2 separate regions of the Ctenopharyngodon idella genome follow, and region 1 is linked to region 2. Evidence: chromatin contacts called from public Hi-C data. All regions are on one chromosome and are shown on one strand. Each heading gives the region's core, a stretch centred on a gene start, on an enhancer-like site or on the middle of the called end of the contact. The rest is flanking DNA. Distances are from core to core; before and after follow the strand shown. Region 1 holds the start of ptenb (phosphatase and tensin homolog B). Region 2 holds the start of ankrd22 (ankyrin repeat domain 22).

Region 1 (3,059 bases), core at 373-2,872, 140 kb after region 2:
ATGTAGCTGTGCTTAAGTCACAAATGACATTGACATATGGCACATAACAGTGAGCAGGCATCAATGACGTTTCTAAAATAAAGCGCAACAGAGGGAGCCCTCTTTAACAAGACTGCTCGAATCCCTTCCTGCGATTACGAAAAAGACATATTTCACACGTACAAAAGCGTTTCCTTTTGTTCGCAAGCGTGTGAACGGACACATTTTTGCTCAATCAAAACTAAACCCAAGTTGAGCGCGAGATCTATTTTCTGCGAGCAGCTGATGCAACGGCTCTTTGTGTGACACCGCTTGTGTATTTCATCTAATCCATCGCATTATATAAACCAGCAAGACCTCTACGCGACGCATCTTTTGTTTTAAACCCCCAAACTGCAGTTTTCGTGCGAGAAGCCTTGAGTTGAAATGAACGCGTTTCGCCGTCAATCGATACACCAGATTACGTAAGAAGGGGAAAATGACATCTTACAACCTCGCTGGCGTTGCTTTTATCGTAGTTTACACATGCAACTTGCGGACAAGCCCAGAAAAACTGTACAAATGACAACTGTACAAATAAGTGTGCGTGCAGTCTGTTGGTTTTCTGTCTACTCGATAACTTGGTTAAATTGACAACTGACATTAATCTAAACTGCACTGACTTAGACTTGATCCAGTTACAAAAACCAATAGATCTAGATCATGTCAAGCTTCAGTCGCCGACTAGGTGCCAGTGCAAACAGTTTTTGCAAAGCAGCAAAAAAAAAATAAAATAAATAAAAATAAAATATTTAAAATAAGCAAACGCTCATTTCCCCCTGTATCTTCAGATGAAACGTCTGAGATTTCTCGATTTGAAACAAGATGCAAGCCATTACCTTCATTGCAGACACTGGTTTCTACACAATAGACAGAACAGGGACATTTGATTGATCAAAGAGGATACAGGTCAAGTCCAAGTCGAACCCATCTTCCTGGTATCTCCTTTTGTTTCGACTGACAAATTCCTTTATGATCGCAGCCATTGCTGTGAAAGGAGTCTGTAGGGTTTTTAGTGTGAGAGGGAGTATTGTTGCTTTCCGACGATACGTCGTCTTTATGCTCTGCTGGTTTCGCAGTCCCCCTGCTAGCTAGAATGGAGTCTGCTGTGCCTCTCTCATCAAGGGCCTCGCTCCAAACCACCACAGGCCCGGCTTCCAAAATGCCCTCCTCGGCTCAGAAGAGCCTCGGGTAAAACGATAAGCAACTTCCCACGTCTCGAATTGCAGAATTTCTAGAGCACGACAAGTCTCTGGTCGCACCGTAGCCGCCGTGATTGAGCGCAAAGGCGGAGAGAGGATCCTCTCCGGGCGCTTCCACGGTTGTCAGAGCCCCGCTCGCACTCAGCTCGCGCTCCGTCTAGCCGCTAGCTTCAACGGCTAGCGCGCTAGCTCGTCTACACATCCTTAAAAAATAAAAGCCATCGAACATACAACAATCCACGATGCCCAGGTTCCAACACATGAAATGAAAGGTGACAGCCTCCACCAAGAAATTAAAAACTCGATATTTAAATGTCGCGTAGGAGCGGTCTCCAATCCGGTTCCTTTCCTTCACTTCTCCCCTGTTAAACTCTCAAACTTCCATCATGGCTTCCCATTGAAAAAGGTGACGTTCGGACAACATATTCATCCGCTGTGCCAAATAGTCCCATGAATGCAGTATTTTATAATTACGCCAATGATTTTTTTCTGTATTTCAGAATATAAATACACAAATTATTAGGTACACATGTTGAACTGTTATGACGTTAAATTAACAAATACATCAACTATTTTTTTATGGTTACAGCAAGCGGAAGAATACAGACAGCGCACTACTTTTTGTTCCAGGGTCACGTGTGTACAGAAATGAGGGAAGTTTCCAATATTTTATATCAGATTTCAATTCAGTAATGTAGTTATTACGCACCAGCATTCTCGTTTCGTTTGAAAGAATTATTTATTGGTTTGGCACACCATGACTGAAAAGACCAACTTGTAGCTGTATTTTTATAACAATACTGTATACGGGGAAAATATCAGAATGCATCTAGTTACCCCCCTCACCAATGCCTCTACTACCCTGCAATAGAAGGCAGGAAATTACTGAAATGCTTACGCAAGCAGAAAAGTAAGTTACTGCATAAAGGCACAAGCACATCATTTGGCAATTATAATTGAAATAATAGAACTTAATTGCGCCAACGTATGATGTAAATTTAATGTAACCATGTATCAATGTTATAAGTGTGTTCTGTTCCATTTGCTCAAATGTGTATTTTGCCCCCAAGGACGGAACGGAGAGTTCTAGCTGCGTTTCAGATGGCAAATCGTTATTGTACAGCGCCATCTGTCAGAAAAGTCTAGAATGAATGTTCGTGGTTATTACAATGTCACATTTCCCTATATGCTTTTCCAGTACAACCTTTTCTAAATGGTTTCAAATGAACCTTATTAAATAAATGTTAAGTAACATAAAAAAATTCTTTAGTTAGCAAGCTTTTCCCATTTTTTAATAAAAAATAAAAAGAGATAAATTATTTTAAATAAATAATTTGCTTCCGTATTTTATCTATGAATGCAATAAATCTTACAATGTAAACCTCTTTTTTCTTATTTTTAAAAAGATGTTACAGTTGCAGTTACAGTTTATATTTGTATAGTATGTTTGGTGCTGTATCTAATTTATTTATGTTTTATTTGTATGTTGGATATGTTTGATTTTTCTTTATCTCATTCCTCACTTATGGTAGGCCTATCCATATTTTTTATGCGTATGCCATTTGCCATTGTGTAATAGCCTATCTTCCTGCATTCTTTGTTGTCTCTTCTTTGCCAGTAGAGGGTAGTGTTGGTGCGCAGAGATCGGATTGTCACATGTGACGATGGTTATTGAAAGTAGGCAGTTTTTTTTAAACTTTATTAAATGTTTTCAAATAACAAACAGGCATTAACATATTATCATTGTTAAACACACAAACACACACAAATTTATTTTTGTGCAGATAAAATTACATTTGTGTAGATAAACATATTACACAAAAATTCAATATTTTTGTT
Region 2 (3,172 bases), core at 268-2,767:
TGCTAGAATTCAGCGCGAAAACAGGCAACTCGCGTAAATAAAAGAGCAGGTTTTTATTATTGTCTAAAACTCTAGGTCTTTTGCCTTTGTGCCTCATGGAAGCTTTGTTCTTTTGGCATGGATATACGCGCAGGGCTAAAATGGCTGATTGCTGTCTTTCAAAGCGAATAACCCTGCGGTGTCAGATGGTTCGCGCGGAGCTCTGCGAGTCAGATGAATGCCGCTGTAGCAGCTGTGCTTCACTGGCTGTGTTTCAAAACCTCACGAGCCGCCTATCTAGACAACATCCGGATTCTCGAGATTCTTCTATGATGCTCAAAGGATGTATAGTTCACTTTGAGCAGCAACCAATGTGACAGCTAGGGGGTGGGAATGACTGGACGAATGTAAAGGTAATCTACGCATATCACGACATTTACAAGCTTATGTAAACAGAGTAAGACAGATGCATTAGACATTATTAATATTATTATTATTATTATTATTATTATTATTTTCAAGCATTGACCCATTGAAGTCCATGATCATTTATTTACATTCTAAAGAGAGTGTGATCAATGATGGGACATGCTCTTCTCGGATGGTTTACATTTATTTTGTGTTACGCCACAAAAATAAATTGTGATATTGTGTTTTTATCCACCAGATGGGGCACAACTCCTTTAAATCACCAAATTCTGCTCAGGATCTGAAATGCATTAGACAAAGTAAATCTCTGTTAAAATAATAAACAGTATACCTCTAAACTATCAAAGCCCATTTTGATTAAAAAAAAAAAAAAAACGTGTAATAACAGTGGTTTCGGTGGTTAAGCACTGCTCTATCAGTTTAAATGAGCGCCCTATTTCTGTTGGTGTTGATGGGCAGAAAGCAATATTGTTTGAAAATCTATCTATCTATCTATCTATCTATCTATCTATCTATCTATGTATCTATCTAAAGCTGTGTGTATCATATAGAAACAGATCTCATGTAGGCCTATAATATACAGTAACATCTGTGAATTCAAAAGGGATCTGTCAGAAACCAATAAGTTCTTATGTTATGATGACAGCAATGTCCTTAGCCCTCCAAAGAGCACGTCTCTGACTCGTAGTAATATTAAAATTTGACCTTAAAATTTACTAATCTGATTCCTTTGATAAATTGTGGTTCTCGCAAAGAATTTGAAAACTATATAGATGCTTTGACGATAGGCTAAAAACAGGAGAGAAACTGTGAATTTGTAAACTGCATTTTAATTTTAATTTTTTATTTTTTTTGAGTGAAATGACAAGACCATTATATATATATATATTTTTTTTATATATTATATATATAAAATGTATTTGTTTATTTTTTGCTTACATTTATTTAAACCACTTACGTAGGAAGCGGTTTTATTATACCTGTTTTATTAAACTGGCCAGTCAGTCAGTCAGTCAGTCAGTCTATTGTGGATGTTTTTGAGAGGAAATGAGTGTATCGCAATGAACGGGATGAATCCACCGCTACTTGGGCTACACACCTCAATACCTGAATGACACTGATTGCGTCATTACGTATGCGTCATCGTTAAATGACCACACCCTTATCTGAAGCGCTGTTTTACACTGTTCTCACAGGTAGAAAGCAAACAAGTTAGCAAAGGGCTGTTAGTTTTATAACTTCAGAGTTCGGATTAAGGATTTACAAGTTTCGTTTCCTTTTAGTGACAAGAGGAAACCAAATGGGGATCTTGTACTCAGAGGTGAGTAACGTGGGCAGTTTTACCGCCTCTTTAAAAATTGTCTTGATCTTCATGTCTTTAGAAATTAACTGGCTTGGCTCATTTGACTGGTGATTATGTTAAGCGACTGGTCGTGTTATTCTAAATTAAGGCGATTTAATGTCTAACAACTTAATGAGTTTTGTTCTTCATACCTCAATTCCGTGTCAACCTAATGTTTTTCTGCTGAGTAAAAATTGAGTCATACTTATTATCTTTTCTTAATTTTATTTTTTTTTACTTAACGGTTTTGTTTTTAAGAGCTGTCTATGTTGAAATCAATGTCGTGCTTTGGCACTTCAGTTGGCATTTTCATCAGTGTTGCTTAAACTTCTACTTCTCCTTTACACCTTAAAATACCTAAAATACAGTAGTTTACTTAAGCATGTAAAGGAAAATACAGTACTGCTCTAAGACCTTTGTGTGCAGTGTTTATGTAAGTAAAAGCCTAACATTTGTTATTTTATCTGTCATTTTGTTTGGAAAGGGTGTGTGTTTATGTGTTAAGTTATCTTTCATGATGTCACCAGACCTGTTTTGCTCTTCCATATCTAGTATCAAGTCATGGTTCTAACTTAACATGCACATGTGATTTATTCCTTAGTCATCTTACACTCATTAAATGTACTAGATATAAAATGATTAACTGATTAATGTACATTTGTAATCATATTTTGTGCTGCTTTCTTTCCACAGCCCATGTGTCAGGCAGCTTATGATGATGACGTCCACAAGTTGAAAGAACTGATCTCAGCCGATGCCAGAAATGTAAATGTTCAAGATGAAGGAACGGGAGACACACCGATTATAGCTGCCTGTAGACAGGGAAACCTCAGGAGTGTCAAATACCTTCTAGATTACAATGCAAATGTGTCCATTAGGAATAAGGTATTGCATTAGCAAGGAGACTGAAAAGAGTTCTGTTTCTACCCTGACTATCATAATGCTCCCACTGTATTGTTATGAATGAGTCCCTTGTGCACTTGATTCACTTTAATGCATGTTGTTTCTCAGACTCTCCTTGTGGTATATTTTATTGATTGTTTGTGTGGTCAGCTTGCTTGTTTTGTTTAAAAATATCTATGTGTGTGTTCATCCTTTAGAAAGAAAGAACTTGTTTGCACTATGCTACGAGGAGAACATTCTCCTTCTTGGACTACCTGATGATTGCCATCTTAATGCCTATCTTGTTGATTGGTTATCTTATAATGGTAAGTTATTCCTCAGTCATGGTATTTCTAGAAGAGACTAGTTACTGTCTGGAAAAAAAGACAATTACAAATTTAGCTACTACAGCGATTTAAAATTAATCTTAGCATGCTGAGTGAGATCAAGTATTTCCTTGAAATTCATGTATGGGGTTAGAAAGTGTTTTGTGGTGTTTTTGCACATCACACATGTGATCTGACTTTAATTGTGACTGAC

The links. Hi-C and Micro-C count contacts between places; a contact is called where the count stands out from the background.
Region 1: a Hi-C map of muscle shows a contact between it and region 2, with 4 times the contacts expected there. The contact joins the promoter of ptenb here to the promoter of ankrd22 in region 2. A contact is called at or near these places in 2 of 2 Hi-C or Micro-C datasets (both in muscle).

The regions. Positions count from the first base shown.
Region 1 is chr12:12,937,087-12,940,145 of HZGC01, forward strand. ptenb (phosphatase and tensin homolog B) reads right to left here and starts at 1,623. Exons shown (of 10, transcript XM_051914007.1): 1 at 926-1,623. The coding sequence starts at 1,004.
Region 2 is chr12:12,794,719-12,797,890 of HZGC01, forward strand. ankrd22 (ankyrin repeat domain 22) reads left to right here and starts at 1,518. Exons shown (of 6, transcript XM_051914028.1): 1 at 1,518-1,729; 2 at 2,444-2,635; 3 at 2,851-2,958. The coding sequence starts at 1,709. It overlaps stambpl1 (STAM binding protein-like 1), which reads right to left and starts at 385. Exons shown (of 10, transcript XM_051914010.1): 1 at 1-385.